2 separate regions of the Sus scrofa genome follow, and region 2 is linked to region 1. The links are chromatin contacts, called in public Hi-C maps. All regions are on one chromosome and are shown on one strand. Each heading gives the region's core, a stretch centred on a gene start, on an enhancer-like site or on the middle of the called end of the contact. The rest is flanking DNA. Distances are from core to core; before and after follow the strand shown. Region 1 has its middle 170 kb from the start of PLPP3. Region 2 has its middle 240 kb from the start of USP24.

What was found. Hi-C and Micro-C count contacts between places; a contact is called where the count stands out from the background.
Region 2: a contact with region 1 is called in a Hi-C map of embryonic fibroblasts, with 1.8 times the contacts expected there. The contact joins two enhancer-like sites. A contact is called at or near these places in 6 of 47 Hi-C or Micro-C datasets (embryonic fibroblasts, mesenteric adipose tissue, retroperitoneal adipose tissue and 2 more) and 1 of 2 datasets of contacts at active chromatin or transcription factors (skeletal muscle).

What each region holds. Positions count from the first base shown.
Region 1 is chr6:155,973,137-155,978,296 of Sscrofa11.1, reverse strand. No RefSeq gene overlaps it. Among named protein-coding and RNA genes, the nearest start is that of PLPP3, 170 kb to the right of the region's middle. Within about 2 kb of position 2,291, at least 9 of the 83 cell types and tissues checked have an H3K27ac peak or open chromatin away from gene starts, as enhancers often do. A contact at or near this core is called in embryonic fibroblasts, where this site is marked.
Region 2 is chr6:156,981,041-156,986,200 of Sscrofa11.1, reverse strand. No RefSeq gene overlaps it. Among named protein-coding and RNA genes, the nearest start is that of USP24, 240 kb to the left of the region's middle. Within about 2 kb of position 2,015, at least 16 of the 83 cell types and tissues checked have an H3K27ac peak or open chromatin away from gene starts, as enhancers often do. A contact at or near this core is called in embryonic fibroblasts, where this site is marked.

The sequences.
Region 1 (5,160 bases), core at 1,042-3,541:
TGCACTCAGAGGTTTCAGTCCAAGACTTCTCTTGGAGTTCCCATCGTGGCACAGCGGAAACAAATCCAACTAGGAACCACGAGGTTGTGGGTTCGATCCTTGGCCTCACCTAGTGGGTTAAGGATCTGGCGTTTCCATGAGCTGTGGTGTAGGTCACAGACGCAGCTCGGATCTGGCATTGCTGTGGCTCTGGTTTAGGCCAGAAGCAACAGTTCCCATTAGACCCCTAGCCTGGGAACCTCCATATGCCACGGGTGCCACCCTAAGAACACACACACACAAAAAGACTTCTCTTAATGGATTTCGGCAGTTAGAAGCCCTGGTGGCACGGCTTTCCACTGTATACCCTCCTTAAATTTCCAAGGCTCAAAACAGTCCAGAAATGGAGGCATGAAGCAAAGGTCAGAACCACCCCCAGGACAAGCAGTCACTTGTCTTCTTAACCCAATGACATTTCTGCTAACTTGGGACCCTTTGTAAAAGAAAACTTCTCTGGAAGACAGCTGAAGTGAGGGTGTTAGGGAGAGACAGTGTATATCATAGAAAGAGCAAGAACTATGAAAAAGATCCAGGTTTAAGTCCTTGCAACTGGCTATAGGATTTCCGACACGTGGTTGAAATTTTCTGAGCCTCTTTTGCCTAGAGTCAATGCAATCAGGAAAAACATGAATCTGCCACATATACAGCTAGTAGAGAACTAGGAAAGGAATGCTTTTCCAAGAGCTGGGTTCTTCATCCATAAAAATCAGAACCAAAACACCCCCCCCCTTTAATCTTCTCAGCAACCTCCTAAAGCTCAGAGAGGTCCAACAGCTTACCAAGGTCACACAGCTCATGTTCAGAACCCAGATGGAACCCAGTTCTGATTCCCAAATCACATATCCCAATTCTCAGACTTCCCAAAGTGAAATGAGACACATATGTGGTCTTTGCTTTGAGTGAACTCAAGTTTTGAGAGGAGTTATGTTAACATCCAAAAGAATGGGTCTCACCCCATATATATTCAATAAAGACTTCATAGAGGAGGTGAGACATTGGGGCCAGGCTTTGAAGAATAGGGTTGGTATGCCCCCTTTTCCCTTGATTACTAGAAACCCTGACCCAAGGCTGTGGCTCCCCAGGTGCATGTATAAAGGACCTGGCAACATCTGTGATACGTGCGCTTACCTGCCACTGATCCCTTCTCCTTTCCTACCTGGATCTTTTCTTTGCTGCACTGTTTCACTTGAGATGTACTTTATCTTGTTATCTTGAGTGTATCTCTGTAAGTGAGCTGCCTTTGTGTGCTCTATAGCAAGGTAGAGGATGGGTAAATAAATAATTGACAGCACACAGCCAGGTCCCTACTTGGCTTAAGTGCTGAACCTCAGTGTAGTAGGGCAAGTGTAGACAGGCCAAGTTGAGGCACTGCTTGGCTAATGAGCCTCACTTTTATGAGGTCTCTGCCTTTAAAGCCCTCTCATTCCCACAGTGGGACCACTTCTCCTCTCCCACACTGAGGTAGGTGATTTAGTCATCGAGGAAGCCTGGTGTGGTCAGCTGGGGCTTGGGGGAGCAAGTAGGCCAGCCTGCTGAGCCCACTTGGAGGGCAGCCCCCAATTCCAGGGAAGGTGCTCCTGGCAGGTCACAGCTCAGCAGGTGCCCTATCTGACCCTGTGCCTGCCCTCTGCTGAAGTTTCCTGCACAATCCCCAGGGTGCTCCAGCACCAGGTCATTGCTCTTATCAGACCTCATCCTAGAGCCCAAAGGCCTAGGGTCAACCCCAAGGCCTTCAGCTGGGCAGGAGATGAGCACAGTGGCCCAATCAGTGGGTCAGAACGGAAATATGCACCGTCACCTAAAGGACGTACATGGGCTCCCAGGCAGGAGAGGCCGAAAACCCCCATGACTTCCAAAGGAAGCTGAGTCATACTGGGAGACACAGGGGAGCCAGCCAACCTTATTAATTGAAAAAAAAAAAAAAAAAAAGAGCGAGAGAGAAGGTCAAAAGTCAAACCAAGGGACGCTACCTATGGAGAAGATTGAGCCAAACAATTTGTAGTATCTACAGCCCCATGGGCAGCACTGGCCCTGCTATATGATAAATAATTGAGGTCTTATCCGGATGTCATTAGACAGTTCATGTATCTATTTTTCCTCATTCATATTTCAGGTTTATCACACAACTTTGCATGCAGGAGTGGGTTTTCCCACTAGGTCTGCTTTCAGCAAAAGCAGGAGCTTGTTATTGCCAAAAGGAGCATTCCACCCCTGCAAACGTGATGTAGCAAGTTACATAATAAATTCCTTCAATCTCATGAGCAGAGTCTCCCCTGAGTCACAGATGTGCTGCGGGAGACCTCACACAATAGATGCCCAAGCCTAAAAGCCCACAGGATCATGGAGAATTCACCAAAGGGGTGGATGACAAATGGGTGGGACCCTTTGGCAGCCAGGCCATTTGGGCTCATTGGGTAGGTCATACCAATGACCACTCTTTCCTAGCTTGAAACTCTGCTTCTCCCTGCTGATCCTAAAGGTGCCAGCCCCAGGAGGGCATGTCTGTACTCCCTACTGTCTGTCTGCCCATAGACCTCCTTTGTCTGGGTGGACTTTTGTGACCTGCTCTGTTATCTGGACTGCCCACCACACTCCCTGGGGAGCAAGCACCCCTGGGCAAGACTCACCCTTCCCCAGCTGGGCCAGACACTAACCACCAGCCAACACCCTGTGGGTGAGAATAATTACCCAGGTCCTCTCCAACCAACCCATCCCACTGCCTAACCAAACTCAGACCCATACGTCCCCCTCCCACTCAGCTCTCTGGTCACTGTGACCCCGCCCCACTCAGACTGTATTCTTGGGTAACTAACTTATTAAAACTTTATAATACAGAGCATCACTTGAACTAAATCAAGAAGCAAGAAGGGGGAATTGAAAGAATATGGTATTTTGTGTTGGGTAAAGATCTTTTTATTCACTCCTTGAGGGAACAGGGAAACGGGAAGGTTCACTCACTGCTGGTGGGAATTTGAATTTTTACGGCTTTCCTGGAGGATAATTTGGCAAGGGAGTACACTGAAATATCTTGAAAACCCAAATGCACTTCTTTTTTCTGTTTTAGTTGCACCCATGGCAGATGGAAGTTCCTGGGCTAGGGATCAAATCCCAGCTGCAGCTGCAACCTACACCCCAGCTGTAGCAACACCAGATCCTTAATCCATTGCATTGGGCTGGGGATCAAACCCATGTCACCTCAGAGATACGGCCAGGTCATTAACCCACTGTACCACAGCAGGAACTCCCCAAATGCACTCTAAATCATCAATTCCATTTCTAGGAATTGATCCTAAGTAAGTAAAGATATACACAAAGTTTAAGCTGCAAGAATATTTATCATGGGATTTTTTAACACATTTTTTAAGCAGTAAAAAACTAGATATAAGCTAAACATTTAACAACAAATGATTGATTAAATAAATGACACATTCATATAATGAAATACTATGTGGTCTTTTTAAATGATACAGAAACACAGCTATAGACTGATATTCATCATATATTGTTAAATAGAAAAGCAGTTTACAAATATATACATGGGGGAAAAGTCTGAAATGACATAGCAATGTGATAAAAACTGTTATTTGAATGGTAAAAATTTATGGGTAATTTTTATCTTTCACCTATCAGTACTTTCTCACTTTTGGACAATGACTATGCATGACTTAAGTAATAAAAAATACAATACAATTTGTTTTTAAAGGCTATGGACAGGGTCTTCATACAGACTTGGGTTCAGATTCCAGCTAGCCCGCTAATTAGCAGTGCGACGGTGGAGACATGACTTACATTCCTTGAGCCTCAGTTTCCTTGTATCCAAAAGGGTGAGACCAGCACCCTCCTCGGGAGGCAGTTGTGAGCAATACACTAGGAAGCATAACTACAGCGCCTGGCATGGAGTACACACTGAATGACATTTTTCCCTTCCTTCCAGGATATCCAAAAATACCTCAGAATAACAATTCACAAAGACAAGATGGTCCGACACGTACCTCATCACGTAAAATGTAGGTTTGAAAAATTAGGAGAGACTCAGATTTAATGCTCCAGGCTTCATCCTTCGAGCCCCGATCTCACCAACCCCACGCGGCGGCAACCCAGGAAAGACCCACAGTTAGCCAGTCTATTGCGATCCAGGTGGAATCAGGCAGCTGTGTTACCCAGCCCCATCAGCAGGTGGGGCCGGTCTCCTCCCTGTATCTTCACACTATTCCCACTGGCCAGCTGGTGGAAGGCTCTCCCACCAGAACTGGCTGCTAACACCCGGGACCCTCCTCTCTCATCCCTACCTGCTTCCCACCTCAAGCCAGAGGCTGTTCACGTCTCACTCCTCCCTCTTTGGGCTGAGCCTTCTGGTTCATGAATTTGGTTGTCTATCAGCTGGGATCTGCCCTGCCTTCTCCCATCTTTTCATGCATTCACACGACAAACGTACAAACTTTATGATGACCTCATGGATACTGAGCTTTGTGCTAGGATATAGGGATAAATTAGAGGCATACCCCACTCTGGGCGGTGCGGGCTCATAGCCTGGTGGAGACAACTGGCAGGAAAACAGATCATCACACTATAATGCTGTTACAGCCACTATTATTAATATTATACTTACATAGTCCTTGTCCTAGGCCAGGAGCCCTTCTAATCATTTCATGGTATGCTTCATTTAATCCTCACAACCCACCTTTATGGGGTAGTGTAAGATTGTATTTATGTGGAGGGAGAGGAGAAAAGGAGACACAAAGAAGTAATTTGCCCAGAATAGCACAATGGGTAAATGTCAGAATCAAGATTTGAACTGTAGCTTCTTTATGCTCTTAAAAGTGATCAAGGACACCCACAAAGCTTTCATTTATGTAAGTCAGATCTAGTGAAATTTACCGTGTTAGAAATTAAAATTGAGGGAGTTCCCAGGTGGCCCGGCAGTTAAGGATTTGGTGTTACTATCGCTGTGGCTTGGGTTCGATCCTTGGCCCTGTAACATCCACATGCTAAGGGTGCGGCCACCAAAAAAATATACTAATTGAAGTTGAGAACGTTTCAAAACATTTATTAGCTCTTTAAAATAACGATAATAAACCCATTGCATGTGAATCTAAATAACATTTTAAATCAAAAAAAATC
Region 2 (5,160 bases), core at 766-3,265, 1.0 Mb before region 1:
GCATGAGGTGGCATGGATGTGTAGCAGTTCTGTAGGTGTTGGCTTTTTAAGCCTTTGGAATGCAATAGTCAAGCTCTACCTCCAATGGCCTCCCCAAAAAATCATGGACTTGGAAAATAGACTTGTGGTTGCCAAGGGGGAGGGAGAGGGAGTGGGGTGGTCAGGGAACTCAGGGTTAATGGATACAAACTATTGCCTTTGGAATGGATTAGCAATGAGATCCTGCTGGTAGCCCTGGGAACTATGTGTAGTCACTTATGATGGAGCATGATAATGTGAGAAAAAAGAATGTGTACATGTATGTGTAACTGCGTCACCATGCTGTACAGTAAGAAAAAACTGTATTGGGGAAATAACTGTTAAAAAATAATAATAAAAATATTTTCTCAAAAATAAAAGTAAAATAAAAAAAGAAATGCAAATGCATTTCTCGACACTTAGAGAAAAAGAAGAAATAATTCTCTTACTGAATTATTCACAAGCTTTCAGAGCCATAAATGAAAACCATGGAAGCTTCCCATTCTACATTCTCCTCCCACCACACACAAACACCCCCCCCCCCATATATACACATACACTTCCTTTCGCTCAGAACCCCTCTGCCCTTCATGCAGTTGGTAAAGAATGAACAGCCAGTGGGAAATTAGAAGTGAGAGGGTACCAGTTACATGTCTTTTACATTCTAAGTTCCTGGAGCCAAGACCAAAGCCACATATTGACAAGGGTAGGGCATGCCTCTGACAGAAGCCTCCTGCAAGGGTTCTAGAATGCTGATTCATCTTCTTGTGCAATGAAGACCTCTCCATAGAGAAAGGAAGGGAAGGGAAGCCAAGGAGAGCGCTTGCTTAGAAGCACTTACTATATATCAAGCTGTAGATATGCTGTTTCATTTAATGTGGACAGTAATCCCGTGGGGTAGATATTATCATCTGCTGCTTGCAGACGAGGTGAATAGTTCGAGAGGTTGAATGGTTTTTCCAAGTTATGACAGCTGATATATGAAGAATTTTATTTGGCAGGTGCTGGAATATAGGTATAGGCATCTACCTTGAGACACCCTCTTCTGAGATCCCATCCCAGGGCTAGAAAAAGGAAAGAAATGTGGAAACTCTGATGTAAGCTATTTTTCTCTTTTTAGCATTTCTGATGCAATTTCAAGCTTGGTTTCCCAGAGTACAGGGGTGATGGTTATCATTTTTTCACATGTAGAGCACTTTACAAATTGACAGATATTTTACCCTCCCTCCTGCTTTTCCCTTTCTCTTCCTTTCTTTGACAGCAGCTCCACGCTCTATCCCATGAGCTCTCTGGCTCTGGTTTCATCTTTAAAATGGGCATAATGACTTGTGCGCTACCCATGAAGGCTTTTAGGAGATCAAGGAAGACACCAGCTCTGCTCCCTCTATTACTTGATCTTTTGGCATTCGCAGCTTAGCAAAATTATACATAAACAACTATTTGTGGAATCATGGGTTTATCACCTCTCTCTCCTGCAGAGAGTTCATAGGTCTGGTTTAGCACGCTCTCTCCAGCATTTATATTCTCGAGATCTTAGCTGCAGAACTAGAACTTAAATCTGAGTGTAAGGATTGCAGCTAGGAGGTGGGTGGAAAAGGGAAATGACACATTTAAAATGATAAAAAAATATGAGAAGTAGACATTGTTTGAATTCAGCTGTATGCTAATGAATATCTGTGAACCCAGCTCACAAAGCCAGTGCCAGGGCAGGTTGCCCACACCTGCTCTAGTGGGTGGGGGTTGGGAAGATGTCATGCTGACTCAACAGTCCCTGGTTTGGCCGGGAGTACAGAGAAGTGCAAAGACCATGGCACATGGAGCCTGAAAGTCACATGAATCATTCCCTCAAGTTTTGTTTCATTGGCAGATTTCACTGGAATGCTTTCTGTTTTTTTCTATGTGACTAGCAGCATTGAGAAATCTTGGTTTGAAGGAAATCACTGGTGGTCAGTGGGCTCTCTGCCTGGCTATTCCCATCCAAGGAATAGCATGGTTAAGGCTAATCAGACAGCGATGGCCACAGCTCTCCATGGCCCACTGGACGATTCTGAGGAGGCTAGGTTGATGGTCCAGCTAAATTTTGCCAAGGAATCTAGCAAATTCTCTTATGATGACTTGGAACACTGTTCGTGGAATGCTCTTGATCTGGTAATTCAGCTTCTTAGCTCCTGTAGGAAATGTGACCAGTTTGGTGTGATTCCCTTTGATCAATCACCTTCTTTTTTATGCCACAGATAGTGGTATGAGAATCTAATCTGTAATTATTCATAGGATTGTTTTCAGATAATTTCATCACTAACATATACTAAGCATCTGGTGAGAGCCAGGCACTCGGTTGCTCCCATTATCTAATTTAATGCTTCCAGGGATCCTCCCTGGTAAACACTGTCCTTGCTCCCATTTTGAAGATGAGAAAATTGAGGCTTAGAAAGGTTTTGAGGGATGTCAAGGTCACATGGCTTTCTAGTATTTGACATTTTTGTGGAAGATCCAGGGATGAAAGCTGTCATCCTGGAAGAGTGAGGGAAAGGAAACTATGTATCTTAGCAACCATGTGCCAGGCACCTGCTGAGTGCTTGACAAATTTCATGGCATCTAAAGTTCACAGCACGCCTGGGAAGGGGTGCTGTTAGCATTTCCATTTTAGAGAGGGCTCAAGGTCAAGGAGCTAGTGAGCGGAGGCAAGTTTGGAGCTCTGGTTTTATGCCACAAAGCCTGTTCTTCTAGTCACCACATAGAGCTGCCCCATAGCAAGTGTGCAGGAGAAGCTGGAGCATCCGACCAAGGACCAGGGATGCTGGTGAGCCTGGGAACTGCAGGATGCAGGTGGGTGTGGCTGCCCCAAACCCTGGGTGTCATGACCAGTCAGTGTCTGCAAGCTTCCTCCTATTGTCTGCCTGCTGTTCCAGAGCTTTCAATTTTGTGTTCCTTCTTAGCTAAAAATAAGGTTTTGTTTGCATGCAGGGCAAAGGCCCTGGGACCCTCCTGAGAAAATCCGCAGAGGAAACAGGACACGGATCGGACTGCGAAGGCAGGGACGTCACTCCTCAGCTCTGAGAGGCTGGAAGCACGGAGCGGGAAGTGGCACTTCCCCTGTGTTTTTATGTTTAGCCGGGGTTTAATTAATAACCGGCAAACAAGTCTATAATTAACTCGATTTCCCTTTGGCCAGCCGAGGGAATAATAATAAGGCTCCTTTTTAAAGTCCACGGCATTGCTGGAAGGATGGGAGGGAAATCAGGCTTCCAGCACTGCCTGCCCAATAATGAGAGCCCTGCCTCGCATTCCTGGCTCCCTTCCTCCCTCCCCCCCGCACATTGTATTATCTGTACCAGATGTTGCATTAAAAGAAAAATTACTATACTTCAGGGCTCAAATTATATGTGCCTGATTTATTGCCTTGCCTCAGTTTTAAATGCTACCTTGCAGAACGCTGATAAATGATAGCTTATTATTTTGCAGGGTGCTGAGGTTGATGAAGATATCAAGGGCAGGAAGGGGTTAACTCTTTCCAGGCTGGAACCTTTTGGCTGGCCATTTGGCCCACCTTCTGAACGTTGCACATCTCCCCATACCCACCCCACCAAACCTATACTGTCTGGGCTGTTTTTATTTCTCATCTCTAAAGTGACACGCTCAAGGCTCTGTCTTGGCTCCCGAGATACTGAGGCATCTTGTGCATCAAAGATGAAGTACCCCTTTTAAGCATGACATTCAAAACTTGTCTCTGACTTCCTTTTCCAGCCCCCTATTAGTCTTCTTCCCACATGCTCTGCCCCCAGAGTCCTGAATGATCTGGCCTGTGCCTGCCTCGCCAGCTTCATTTCTTGCCCCTCTGTCCCACTGGCCTTCTTCCAGGTCCTTGAACGTCCAGACTCCTTCACGCAGCAGGAACTTTGCATGTGCCTCCCCCTCTGTCTGGAGCTCTTGCCCATCCATCCTTCATTTGGGCAGCCCATCTATCTTGTCTCTTGTCTCAGCATGAATGTCACTTTTCCACCCGTGATACTTCTTAGATGAGTATACACTTTCCATAATGTATACTCATTTGCCTATTTGCGTGATTATTTGCCTATTTCCTTGACTGCATTATAAGCACCATAAGGCCAGGAACTGAACCGGTTTACCACTGAAACTCTAGAACGTAATACAAAGCCAGGCGCAGATGCACAACATTTTTTAACTGAATGACTGTCTAGGGGAATAGCCAAGTTGCCTGTCTGCCCCATCCCTCACCCTGCTGAATACCCTGATTTTGATTATTTCTGCTTCCGAAATGAAGTTTTTCACCTATTTCTGGAACCACCTTCCCCTTCACAAGAGCTCTGTCATTTACTAACTCTGTCACTTTGGAAGCGTTACTTGACCTCCCTGGGCCTCAGTTTTCCCCATACGTGAAATGGGATAACAGTAGACTAGCTTCATCCAGTGGTTGTACACATTCAGTGAGTTAGGCTATTAAGGTACTTGGAAGTGTGCTTGGCTCATGGAAGGTACTGTGTAAAATGTTTCAAGGAAAACATTTAGTGATAAATACATGTTTCCTATGTTGTGACTTTAATTTGGGCCTTTGCTCTGGCTCTGCTTCCTCTAGCCACACACTTTGGCTGTGACTTTGCCTTTCTCAGCATCCATGGCCTCAGAATGGGCACAGGTCAACCAACAGGGTGACTGACCCAGACCTGGGGAGGCTGCTCAAGGCGATTTATGCCTGAGCTGGTTCTAAGAAAATGGAGACGACTTTGCCAGTGCCAAACTGGGCCATACTGTCCCATGCAGAAGGAAGAGCATGAAGAAGACCAAAGGAGCTGGAGAACTAGGTGTATTGGGACCACGGCTCACATTGGGTCCCAGCGTGGTTGGAGCAGAGAGTGCAGAGAGGCGGAGGAGCCCAGGCCTCAGAGGACTTCGCATGTCATGCTGAGGAGTGCGCTTGTAGCTTAGGGGCAGCAGCTGATATCTTTAGGAGAAGAGTGCCATGGTCATGTCCAGATGCCATAGAGGGCAGTCTGGGCCAACAGCAGTGGTCATGGGCCTGTGAGACAAGAAGGGGAGCCGTTTAGTGCCTGTGGAGATTGGTCAGGGTTGTAGGAATCCTTCTCTGGGAACCACATGGACTCCTGGAGGTCTCCAGCCTTTGGA